2 separate regions of the Rattus norvegicus genome follow, and region 1 is linked to region 2. A link is a contact called in public Hi-C data. All regions are on one chromosome and are shown on one strand. Each heading gives the region's core, a stretch centred on a gene start, on an enhancer-like site or on the middle of the called end of the contact. The rest is flanking DNA. Distances are from core to core; before and after follow the strand shown. Region 1 overlaps LOC120096911 (a long non-coding RNA gene). Region 2 has its middle 300 kb from the start of Ube2e2.

The links. Hi-C and Micro-C count contacts between places; a contact is called where the count stands out from the background.
Region 1: a Hi-C map of frontal cortex shows a contact between it and region 2, with 2.3 times the contacts expected there. The contact joins two enhancer-like sites.

What each region holds. Positions count from the first base shown.
Region 1 is chr15:9,723,381-9,729,908 of GRCr8, forward strand. LOC120096911 (a long non-coding RNA gene) reads left to right here. Exons shown (of 2, transcript XR_005493832.2): 1 at 1-2,807. Among named protein-coding and RNA genes, the nearest start is that of Trnas-aga36, 90 kb to the right of the region's middle. Within about 2 kb of position 3,416, at least 14 of the 93 cell types and tissues checked have an H3K27ac peak or open chromatin away from gene starts, as enhancers often do.
Region 2 is chr15:9,104,622-9,111,559 of GRCr8, forward strand. No RefSeq gene overlaps it. Among named protein-coding and RNA genes, the nearest start is that of Ube2e2, 300 kb to the right of the region's middle. Within about 2 kb of position 5,665, at least 2 of the 93 cell types and tissues checked have an H3K27ac peak or open chromatin away from gene starts, as enhancers often do.

The DNA.
Region 1 (6,528 bases), core at 2,166-4,665, 620 kb after region 2:
TTATAAAAAAAAAAAGATTTACTTGTTTATTTATTATACACTGTAGCTGTCTTCAGACACACCAGAATAGGGCATCTGATTACAGATGGTTGTGAGCCACCATGTGGTTGCTGGGATTTGAACTCAGGACCTCTGGAAGAGCAGTCAGTCACCACTGAGCCATCGCTCCAGCCCTCTAGTCCATTCTTTTCAATAGTTTGTATGTCAGGTGATTTGAATAGGAATGGCTTTCAATGTATTTAGATGCTTGGAGGAAGTGTGTCACTGAGGGTCGGGTTTAGAGTTTCAAATGCTCAAACCAGGCCCAGTATCTCTCTCTTCCTGTTGAAGTTTGAGAAGCTTTGGAGTCTGTCCACACCCTTAGCTCCCGCATGGGTGCAACCCTGACCATGCATTCCTGTGGCCTTCCCTCGCTACTGCGTTCCGAGAAAGTTCTTCTTAGTCGGCTCCCCACTGCTTCTTTTTACTAAACTTTATGCTGCCTGGCCACTTTTTCTCCTCTCAGAGCTTTCCCTGGGCCTCATCCTTGCTGCTCATCAGGCCCTCTACGCTTTCAAATGACTTTTCTCCCTGTTTCCAATGAAGTTAATCCCTAGAGTAAATGGTTGAGCTCTCTGTCCAACTGGATAATTTTGTCAAGGCTTCCTTTCCCCGGAGTGACAAATGTTCTTTTTCTAGTGCGTGTGCTAGAGTGAAAACGACTTGTTCTCCTCAGCATGGGAACTCGCCTTCTCAGTGAGAGAGCTGCTGCGGGTGGAAGCAATAGAGACCCATCTATTCTCAACCTGTATCATCTGAGGGAGGTGGGCGGGCAGAGAGGGGCCCTTCTCCCCAAGATGCATTGCTGGAAGAGAGCTTCCTAAGACAGGACCAGGCTGGGAGCTGGCGAGGTAAGAGGGCCAAGGGAAGGTAACACTTCATAACACAGAGCCAGAGAGGCAGTAGATGAGGCAGGATATAGCTCACAGCCCACACTTTTAAGATTTCATAGACTTTCTTGAGTGACCGCTCCTGTTTCCTGTAGGTCCTTTTAAATTTTTCTAGGTTTTTTTTTTTTTTACTGCCCCCTCCCATTTTCCCCTCCTTAGCTGTGAGTGTCTGAAAAGCCTGCTAAGCTCCCTTCTCATCCCAGAAGTCCTGGCTCTGCCTGCATACTTTGATCTTGAGAGTTAATTGGGTTGATGAGTGATGGCTCCCTCCGCTGGGGAAGACCAAAAGCTAAGACAGTCATTAAGAGCAGAGAGGAAGAAGTAATGACTGGTGGGTGTCACCTAAAACCAGCAGTTTCTTAATAAAAATTCTGGTTGCCTCTTAAAATTCAAAGTGGCACCATGCGCTCCCTCGCTTCTACCTGCTACCGATCTGGCCTGGCATTGCGTTCATACAAAGGTGTAATATAGTGTTGAAGTCAGCAGGAAAGACATTGGACAAATGAGGACATGGGTCCCAAGAGGACAGGACGGCATGCTATTCCGGCTTTCCAATTGTTCTGAATGAAATGAGAAATAAGAACCAAACAACAGATGATGTCTTTCAATCGGTCTTTCCAAGGCAGCCATGGCTTAGGGTAGCACACTTTACTCCTTACTCAGCCATGTCCACCCAGGTTTACGTCCCCCGAAGAATATGCTTTCTTTCCTGAGTCACAGAGTCTCAGACAAAGAGATCAGTTAGAACATTCTAGCACATCAGCAAAAATTGTGAATTCCAATCCAAATGCAATTTGAAGTTTAAAGACACTTGAAAACGTTTGAAAATTAAAAAAAAAAAAATTCTACCTTAAAGTGGTTACTATATCAGTTTTGTTTTTAAAAATGTTTGGGAAGTACTTCTTTGAGGCTGATGAAACCACAGTATTTAATGATCTGTGCTATACTTGTTCTGCTGACATGGTTGTGCCTGAGTCTCCCAAGCTGTGAATTAATTTTTCTAAAAATCGATATAAATCTAACAGAGCACTTCGAATTTCCGTCCACAGAACTTCCAGGTTTTTTTTTTCTATAACCTAAGTGTGTAGCATGTAGATATGACTACAGTCTGAAGACGGTTTTGATAATTTTGTCCATTCCATGTCCCTACGTGTCTCAGCCATAGGTGACTGGGCAGCTGTCTCATAATGCTTATAGCAACCTGCCAGATGTTTACAGGAACGTTCTAGAAAACTATAGAATGCTAAAATGTAATCTCTGGGGAAACCGAGGTGAGGAAAATATTCACTGTTTTTTTCCCCTAGAGTTCAGTATCAGGAACTAGTTTTAGATAGAAAAGTAAACTCCGGTTCTTGTCTGGAGAGGTGGCCCAGTGTCTAAGAGAGGGCACTACATTGCCCAGGACCCACATCAAGATAGCTCATAACTATGCATTGTAACTCCAGTTCCAGGCCACCTAATGCCTTCATCTGGCCTCACCTCATTAAAATTAGGAAGCAGACAGGAAGGGGCTTCCAGGAAGACCCTCAAGGACTCAGTTCCTCCATTTAGACTCTGCTTCCTAACAGCCAGTTGGTCTGTGAATCCCTCAGTGGATTGATCACTGTACTCGGTTGAGACTCCTGTGATTGAGTCACTGCTCAATAGTGCCACCCTCTGGGGCTTGTTTCTTTAACGCATGAGCCTTGGGGACTGTAGGAACTTCACGCCCAAAACCAACAGAGACAGAAGCTGTGTGGTGTAATCTCTGAAGAGACCGATTCACTTGCCCAAGTTCAAGAAGGGAGTGATGTAGTCTAAAAACTTCAGGAAGCATTCGTCTCTCGAAAATCCAAAGGAAAGACTGTACTCCCCTGAGAGGAACTGGGGAGAGACTAGGTGAGTTTGCTGATGGGGGAGGCTGACCCACGTCTCCCTCAAAACCTATACACTGACATCCTAGTCTGCAGAACGACAGGCTGTAACTGTGTCCCGGAGATGAGGCTTTAAAGAGGTAATTAAGTTAAAACGAGGTTGTTGGGGTGGGGCCTAGCCCAATCTGACTGGGGTCCTAATAAGAAAATGGGATGAGGACAGAGAGATGGCCCCAGGACTAGGCAGCCTGAGAGCAGCCATCTGGGAAGCAAGGTCAGTGAGCTTGGAGGAAACTAGCCCATCGAGGTGCCTTGGACTGGCAGCCTCCAGGATGGTGAATAAAGCTCTCAAGTTAAAGTCCCTGGCCCTTGGTGTCACGTAATGGCAACTGGCAGAGACTAATCTGGAGTGGCAAGGCCTGAGGCAAGACTGAGTGAGCAGAGCTCACAGGGAGACCTGGTAGGAAGCACCAAGTGGACTGTGCAGGGGCTGCTAACTCAGAGATGTCCAGAACTGGGTGTGAACCCAGTTTGTGCCTGGGTTCTGGGCCCAGAAGTCAGATGCACAAGAAAGGCCACAAGAAAGCTGGAGACAGCTTCAAGCTCGGTCTGATGAGTCATCTACATTTTTATGAAAACAGTGATTCGTTTTCGATGACTGCAAATCAACCGCCCAGGGGCTGGAGAGAAGTCCAGCTGCTAAGAACACTTGCTGCTCTTCCTCGGGATCCCAGTTTGCTTCCCAACACCCAGACCAGGCGCTCACAACCACCTTCAGTCCCACGTGACCCCACACCCTTTTCTGGCCTCCTTGGGCACTGCATGCACATGGTACATTTAACACACATCCAGGCAAAACACTCATACACATAAACTAAAAATAAACTTTTTTTTTTTTTAAATCCAAAGACTCTACTCTAAAGCTAAGCTAGAGCTTTGGCTTCTGTAAAAAAACTAGAAGAGCCCTGTGAGCTTCCTCAGAGGTCAGGAGCCAGGACTGACTTCTCCATTTTGTAAGTACAATGCAAACACGTGACATCACACTATGAACTGCAGGTGAGAAAGGCAAGCAAGGCCTACGCAAGCATCTCTTTGAAATTTAGGGGTTGAAAGGCTTTACAGTCATGTGTATCCTGCCATTACAATACAAGGGGTGTGATTCACCCGCTGACTTTGTTGGTAGCGATTTATGGTGGAAGAAGTTACATAATTAGCCATACCCAGCAGCCCTGGAAGCTTCCAATATCCCAGAAAGAGCCTTTAAAGGGCTTTTGTGATCTTAAGCTGGTTTTTTTTTTTTTTTATAGTTGTTTCTATTTCCAGAAGACATTGGAAATAGCTTTAAGTATATGTGTGTGCTCAATGTCTAACACTCAGATACACACGGCAGCTAAGTCTCTCCTTCAGTGCAAAGGAAACTTGCTGTAATTCGAACTTCGAACAAGAGAGCCTCTGTTACTCTTGCTGGGGGGCGGGGGAGGGGGGTCTTGGTTGTAGTTCTAGGCCTTGGAGAAACAACACTCCCAGTTGTTCATGTTCTTCACACAGGATGCCTGAGACAGAATTAGCAACAACAATTACTGTTCAGATCTGGCTTGCCTTTTTTTTTTCCTTCCAAGGCGCTTTGCATATTTTATGGAGAAGTCTCAGTTGAATTAAAAGACTGAGGAAGCTGGAGTCTCTTCCTAGGCCTGAGGAGCTTCTGTTAGAGAAGTCTGGGGCCAGTTGCTCACACCAAAACTTCACTGGAACTTAGTAGTGTCCGGCAGGCCAGGCTTCAAACAATACCCCCAAGTCTTTGATTCCTCTTATCTCAAATTCTTTAGCTGGCAGCGCTAAGAAATTATATCACTATCTTGTAATTGCACACACACACACACACACACACACACACACATACATGCACACAAGCAGCACATACACATACATGCACACAAGCAACACACACACACACACACACACACACACACACACTGCTCTTCTGATGTTCTGGAGGTGGGGCAGGGGAGGGGAGGAGACCTCACCCTCACTTTCTATGCCTTCCTGGATCAATACCCTTGATCCACTTTGCCCCTGATTTCCTGCAGGCATCCTCTCTGGGGCCTGCTTTTTTCCCTCTGGCCAGCTAGTGCAATATCTATCAAGGATGTGGTAATACTGATCATCTGTCATCCGTCTGCCACCTTCTGGAAGTCCTGCCTTGTTCTATTGAAGACAGGAATCCACCAGGCAGGGCTAGGCACTGCTGTCTGCCTGCAGTCATAGAATTTTAAGGGGAGCATTTATAGAGGCCTCACTATGCTGAGGTGTGTGTGTGTGTGTGTGTGTGTGTGTGTGTGTGTGTGTGTAGTTACCTCCCCAAACTGTCACCTCTATATATACCAGGGCACTTACAGATCAGGAAACTAGGGCTCACATTTACACCCAGTCACAGGGCAGCAAAGAGCAGCACTGACTACTGAACCCAGGCAACCTGAGCCTTGCAGGCTTAAAGGCATTCGTGTATTAACAAGAATTGCTTATGCATTTAGTTACGCAAGCCCCACCCTGTTCCAGAAAGGATTTCCCGTGGTTCTCAAAAACACCTGAAGATCAGTGTAAGATTAGCAGAGTGAGTCAGGACAACGGGACTTGAGGACAAGAAGGACGAAATAGCCCAGCAGAGGCCTGGGGTGAAGGAAGAGGCTGTGCTCAGCTCACCAGTGCCTCTGTGCTACTTGGCCTCTTCAGGGAGTTTGCTGTCGGCAGTGCGGACTCCCGTATCCTACATCGGACAGTATTTATTCGAGTCTGACTCTAAAGACAAGTGTCCTCTTCTCTGTCCTCTTCTCTGGGGAGGGAGAGGAGCTCCATGGCTGAGCCCTGTTGGCAAAGGTTTCTCTGCAAGGTAGGGCTGAGTCTTTAAAAGGCCCTACTTCCTGGGGCAGGGTAGCCCCTCTCAGAGCTTACTCAGCTGCTGAGCTGTAAGGCTCTGCCCTGAATGGGGTAGGGAACGCTGTGGAAGACGCCAAGGTCCTTCAGCTGTTTCAGGCAGGCACAGTCAATTCAGTAGGAGGCAGGTTTTTTCCAGGCAAGTAATTGGTGGAATGCTTGCCTTGCATGTGTAAGGGTCCACCAAAATCGGAAAGGACACTCGTGGGCTAGCTTCTTTGGCTCCAGATCTTTTTTTTCCCCCAGAAAAAAAGGTGTATGCTCTATACCCTAACTAACTTATATCTATTTTTTAAATAGAGGTTCAAACAACAACAAAAAATGAGTGAATATATGGTTTTAGACTTTGAAATCGCAACTAATAACTCCCTTTCTCAAAGCTTTTCTAGTGTATAGATAGGAGGTCAGGGACCGTGTCTGTTGGGAGAGAAACTGATTTCAAATAACAGAAACTGGCAACCCACATGGCGGGATGGATTCAGGTGTCTCAAAAATGCAGATGACAGGACAAGATGAGACGTGCACTTTGCTGTCAGCTTGCTTGTAGGCTCTAGAAAGGGACAACGGGGGTAGCCTGCAGACATGATGCTAGAAGAGGGAGCAGTGGAAGGTCTGGGGTTCGGGGTTGGGGGGTAGACCTGGTTAGGGTTTCAAATCTCAGCCGGTGCCTGGACAGAACACACCCAGCCACCATGGTTCTACGTGGAGAGATTTAATGAGAGAAGAGTAGAAGAGCGGAAAGGCGGCCGGCCATGGGCCTGTGGAGTGGGGAAGGGGGCAAGAGCATCGAAGAACAAAGAGCAAGAGAGAAGTAA
Region 2 (6,938 bases), core at 4,415-6,914:
TTCAGCTTTACAGAACTCAGTAATATTTTTTAAAAGTTTCAAATACCACCTGAAGCTCTATGACAAGAAAAGTGGATTACCCACAATTCTGGATGTGCTGTTCAACTCTGATCCTTGTGCTCTAGCCTCCACCCGCAGACTCATGGTCATGACCAGGTGAACACAGGAAGAGTAGCTAGGGGTCTCCGGGAAATTACGTCACTGGTAATCCTTGACAAATGGTAGTCTCCTGTGTTTTCTAGAACTAGGGAATCCATTTCACTTACAAAGAGATTCCCTGGGTTCGGTCCCCAGCTCCGAAAAAAAGAACCAAAAAAAAAAAAAAAAAAAAAAAAGAGAGATTCCCACAGACAGGAAAAATTAAATGTCCATTAGTTCAGCCCACTTCAATACTAAGCATCAGAAGGGAAGATAAACGATTTTTTTTCTTCCAAGAACATTGACTTTTATATAGTAGAAGGCCATAGCTACTTTTCTAGAGAAAGAATCTCTCCAATGGCACCGTGAAAAATGAGATAAGGTCTTAGCTGACAATTGCAGCCACACCCACTCACTTGCATACATCGGCCACACCCACTCATTTACATACACCGTGCACCTGATCTCACTATCCACCTCCAGGATGCCTTTCTTTAACCCAGAGCAAGCCATGAAAGACAAAAGTCTCCCAAACTTGATACATCAACACTGCAGCAGTCTGAGGCCTTTGCCCTACCTGTTTCTTGCACGTTAGCCTGCCTCACCTACAGATTGTCAGGGTAGGTACTACCTGGATGCCCGCCTCCCACCCTGGCAGTTTTACCATCTGTCCTCTGTATGGCAGCCACAAGTCCTTGACTGCCAGCTTCAGATCCCAGCATTCTCTTGCTGAAATCCATCCAAGGCTTCTCTCACTCCACAAGGAACAAACCCTGCAAGGCCCACATTACCCTGCCCTTGCTCACTCCTTTCCCTGTCCTTGTCCACTGCTCGCACTCACGCTGCTTGCTCCCTCCTGCCCACCCTCACCAGATTTCTTGCTATCCTTGACACATTCTCCAATCCTAAGTAACCTGCTGCTGCTGCTGCTGCTCCTCTCCTTCGGTGTAAAGACCTGCCTCTCATGAAGTCCATGGCTCCCTGCTGTCTTCCCATTGGGTCATCTTACAAACCCGTGCTGTGATGCCTTAGTCCGTTTCCATTTCAAAACATATTCTGCATTGATCCTAGCCTGACTCCTCTCCCATAGCATTCACCTCCTCCCTCCGACACCTGTTGTACCACATACGTGCGTTAACTGTCTTCTTGACACAGTTCCTCCATTAACACAGACTGCTCACTGCTGCATCCCCAGAACCAGTCGCAAGCCATGCTTCTGTTAGAAGTGTAGTAGATGACTACATTTGCTTAATACGTTATTTAATTAAGCACTCAGTGTTAGCCGATCCATAATAGAAACTAAATAAATTGAAGGGTTCCTTTTCAAAGTTTATTCATATTCTATGTTTATTGTATGTTGTGTATCGTGTACATTTAGTGCCCACAGAGGCCAGAGAGGGCATAAGATCCCCTGGAACTAAAGTTACAGACACATCTCAGATGTCCTGTGTATGTGCGCTGGGAATTAAATTTGGGTTATCTGCTAAGGTAGCACGTGCTTTTAACCACTGATCCAACTCCTCGAAGTGTTTCTTCCACAGGTTTTACAGCGTCCCCACCCTTGATGAAAAGAGGTGCATACTCTTAGTTGAAGAACCATGTTCTACTTAGGAATGAAGTTTTCAAAGTCCACTAGAAAGAAAGACAAGACTCAGTATCTGCCTCAACAACAACAACAACAGCCTCCGAAACAAGAGTGTTGGCCTGCTAATTAAGGACAAAATGTACCATTGTCTGGATAGCCTTCTGGGAATGGCCCAAAATGGAGGACTACCTTTACTGACCTTAACACACACACACACACACACACACACACACACACACACACACTTCTATTTGCAGAATGTCACACAGGTTCAACATCCCTTTCCCCATCCTGACTCTTCCTAAAAACCCATTCAGTTAGCACCTGAGATTCCTGGAATGGTGTCTCCATGCTAATGAGAAATCTCAGTGCCCGAAGCCTTCAGCCAATTGACTTCCCACCCTGGGATACTTCTACCTCCCACCCCTGTCCCTAAAACTACATAGCACTTGAATCACCCCAAGTGAAGTTCATCGTCTCCCAGCACCTGCTCCTGTTGTCATTAGCATAAGTACTCGAAGAGCTTCTGTTGCACGCACCTGTCCATCTCTCCACTCCATTTGTCCTTGTGGACCAACATTGGCCAACAATCCCCAAGGGCAGGGAGAGTCACACAAGAATTCAGCTGAGTAGGTTACATTCATTGGGCAATGATCCCTGAAATACAGTTATGGTTGAGCATATCAAATTACAGCGATATTAGCCAATATAGTAACTGATTACCACACAAAGCTGTTTAAATTTAAGCTAATTAGATGTAAATTCAAAATCCAGTTCCTGCCTGCACTAGCATCATTCTAGGTGCTTGGCAACCACAGAGGCATGGCAGCTGCTTCTTTAAGGAAGGAATAGGTAGCTATCCCTGTGCCTGCAGGACCTTCCCTACACAGAACTGAAGTCCATCAGAGTGGGGATGGCATGGCAGAGTGGTTCCACCTTTGGCAGCAGAAGCAGAAGCAGTGTTCCTGCTGGCATAACAGGTGGCTGTCATTTCTCACATTACAATAGCCAGGAAACAGAGCATAAGCTAGAAAAAGAATTTCACCCCTAATGAACTTCTCCCAACAGCCAGACCCCCTCCCAAAGGCTCCAGAGCCTCCCAAAGCAGTGCCACCCATTTATTCACAACATGAACCTAGGGTGAGGGTCCTTCAGATGAAGAAGAAGAAGAAAAAGAAGAAGAAGGAGGAGGAGGAGGAGGAGGAGGAGGAGGACGAGGACGAGGAGGATGAGGAGGACGAGGAGGACGAGGAGGAGGAGGAGGAGGAGGATAATAAAATGTCATTCTCATCCCTTGTGACAACACAGATCAGAGAACCCAAGAACCACCTGTATTATCACACAACAATGAAGGAGAAACATCAAGTCACTTCATCCAGCATTTTATTAATGTAAAAAGCAGGGGTTGGATGGGCACCACTAGGACAGGTTGATCTTTGTTCCACAGTGCCTGGAGTCTCAACTAGAAGGACCCCAGTTAACTTAGTTACCATGATAACTGAGTCTGTGTGGAAGCATCCCAAAAGGAGCAGCCAAATAGTGCTAGAGAGCTGGGGACTACAGGTGGCCTGAGATTCTCTACCTTCAGACGCTGTGGACAACATTTCTGCTATTCTTGTTGTATCAGAGCTACAAGACACCCAGCCACGTTTGAAGAGAAGGGACTCAGACTTAACACCTCTGCTGAAGTGACAGAAAAGAAGCCATGGCCACATTCTTCAATTATTGATTATACCATCTCAAGGGCTGTGTGGCATGTTTTAGGGTCTAACTATAGTATTGAGATCATCCACTTTCTCCTGCTCAGGGTGTCCATGAATGATGAAGTAGAAATCATAACAGGTAGAGTTCTACAGGATACTGGTCTATCTGAGAGTAAATCCTGGGGGCAAGAAAATGGGGCAAGAAGATGGAGAAGGCCTTCTCCAGTGATCTTAGTATTACAGCTATTTCAGGCAAAGGCCTTCTCCAATAATCTTCAATGAAACAAACAGCTCTCTGAATCTATCTTAGCTTGTACACATTTCCTTATTTGGGGTGTGCTTCTATGCATACACTTTATTCAGGGTGAACCAAAGGTTATATAGTTTGGGGGAATGGGGTAGAATATCCAGGGTGGGCAAAGGGCATTGGCTGAAGGTTAAGATACTGAGATGCTTCATTAGCATGGGGAGGCATTCAAGGAATCTCGGGTGTGGGGCTGCATGACATTCCTCAGGTAGGTACTGTGGGTTATAGGATACCCCAGGGAGAAAAGGAGAAGCCCCTCTGACAAAGGGAGTTTACCAGTTTGCACCGAGCTCAAGGCTTTCCAGTGATATCAGACTTCAACCTTAGCAGCAGGGTTTTCTGACACTACTGGACCTCGAGACATCACAGGTGGCAGATGCATAATTGTTTATGGACATGCTGGTGCCCACTCAAGCCTAGCCAGTTTGTGTAAGCACGTAGTAGGTGAATATATATTATAATCAGAAACAACTGAGCTCATAGTATCTCTCATGGCCACAGATCCAATATGGACAAAAAAAAATACAAAGGCATCAGCATTTTCTTGATAATAATACATCTCCACTTGCAAAGACAGCTAGGAAAGTCAGAGCAAAAGTTGACAGTTACTGTTCTATGAATAAGAATATAGGCTCATAAACTAGAACCACAAGTGCACAGTACATAATTTAGAGTTAAGTTGTTGAAGAAATAGAAGCAGGTATTGAATATATAGTGGAAATAAAATATAATTATAAGTTATAAAATGTAATCTAATATCTTCAGGGGTATCCTATCTATATTTGAGCTTATATTGTATTGTTTAAAATAAAAATAACCCCCCCAAAAAGAATATAGGCTCAGATATTTGAATACTTGGTCCCCAGTTGGTGGCACTGTTTGGTGAAGTGTTTGGCTTTGCTGGAGAAACGAGGGGCAGGCTTTGCAAGTTCATAGGTTCACCCAGTTCCAGTTTAAGATCTCTGCTTTTGCTTGTGGTTGACACGTGATCTCTCAGCTCCCTACTCCTGCCAGCATGCCCGCTGTTTTCTGCCATACACAAATAAGTATAATTGAAAATAAAAATAACATTTTTTCTAATGAACAAAAAAAGTAACTGGAGGAGGAATGCACAGAAACCTACGAAAGACAAACTTTGAAGTCCCACTTTATGTAATGACTCCCAACTTGGGATGGCTGCAGACTGCAAGCTAGACAAGCCATTTTTGCTTTATGAAAATAAGGAAACAAGCTGAGCTTTCTGTGCCAATTCTTTAAGCCTGCCTCAAGTCTGGAACTCTGGGCATGATGTTCTTTGAAATGGCAGCCATGAGGGCTTGTGAAAATGCAAATTCCGTGTGCAGAAGTGAGGAGAGGCTTTCCAACCACACCTCCATGCATCTTCAAATATCAAATAAGCCAGACAAAAGAGATGGTCAAGCTTTTGAACATTCTGAGAGATCATAGACAGTTGGGGCCAAAGGAAGAAAAAAGTTAGTTCCACTCCACAAAGAAAAATATATCTGTCCCATAATTTATGGAAAACAAAAGTCACCCAAGCCAAGATCTCCTGGCTCTGTTGTTTCATCTAATTAAATGATTATAGGAGCCTCAGAAGTTCATGTATCCTGCCAAGTGACCTTGTTCCCACGGCCTGCTCTACACAGAGTTTGGAGGAACAGGATACTTGAGAAAAACATTGCATTTTGTTCTTTCTTTCTTTCTTTGTTTCTTTCTTTCTCTCTTTCTTTCTTTTTACCATCAGCATTGAATTCTACCAGGTATTTATTTATTTACATTCCAAAGTTGTTCTGGTCCTCCCTCACAGAGTCCCTTCCCCTATCTCCTTCTCCCATCCCCTTCTCTTCTGAGAGGGTTGCCCCCCCACCCTGGGTTAGTCCACCCACCCTGGCACATCAAATCTCTGCCAGAATAGGCACATCCTTTCTCACTGAGACCACACACAACAGCCATGGAGACTGAAATGCATGTCTGCTTATATATGTTGGGGGCCTTGTTCCAGCTATGTTTGTTCTGTGCTTGGTAGCTAAGTCCCTGAGAGCTCCCAGGGATCCAAGTTAATTAACCCTGTGAGGGTTCCCCCTTCCCTTCAGGGTCTTCAATTTCCCCCCAACACTTCCATAATTGTCCCTGACCTCTGGCCAGTGTTTGGCTGCGGGTTTCAGAGGACAGAATGTTAGGCTCCTGTTTTTGCCCATAACAGAGTGTCATTAATAATGTCAGGGATTGGTGCTTGCCTATGGGACAGGTTTCCAGTTGGGCTGGCACAGTTTTTGGTTGGCCTTTCCCTCAGTCTCTGCTCCACCCCTGCATTTCTTTTAGACAGGATAAATTTGGGGGTGAAAGCTTTCCGGGTAATTTGGTGTCCTTACCCCTCCACTGGGGGGTCCTGCCTTACTATAGGAGGTGACTTTTTCAGGTTCCATGTTCCCATTGTTAGGCTTCTTGGCTACGGTCACCAGCATTGACTCCTGGGAACCTCCCCTATCCCAGGTCTCTGGGACATACTGGAGATTCTCCCACCCAGCTCCCCATGCCCAGAAGATAGATTCCCATTCATTCTTCTGGTGATCTAGGCACCTCTCCTCTCTCCACAACTGACCCCACCTCTCCACTCAGTCTCTTCCCTCCTTCTGCCATAGCCTGGGGGGGACTAGTTTGTTCCCCCTTCTAAGTGTAACTCAAGCATCCTTGCTTTGCCCTTCCTAATTCTTTAGCCTCTTTGGGTCTGTGGGGTGTACCATAGGTATTCTGTACTTTATAGTTAATATCCACTTATCCCTTTGCTCCACATCCTCTCTAACATGTGCTGTTGCTTGAGTTTTTGATTTTAGCCATTCCGATTGGTAGAAGGTGAAATGTCAGGATCATTTTAATTTGCATTTCCCTGATGACTACGGATGTTGAGCATTTCTTTAAGTGCTTCTCAGCCATTCAAAATTCTTCAGTTGAAAATTCTGTTTATCCCTATGCCCCCCCTTTAAAGATTTTTTTATTGGATACTTTATTTACATTTCAGATGTTATTCCCTTTCCCAGTTCCCCGTCCATAAACTCCCTAGCCCATCTCCCCTCCCCCTTCTCCTATGAGGGTGTTCCCCCACCCAACCACCCACCCCTTCCTACCTTCTTGCCATGACATTCCCCTACACTAGGGGATCCAGCCTTGGCAGGACCAAGGGTTTCTCCTCCCATTGGTGCGCAAC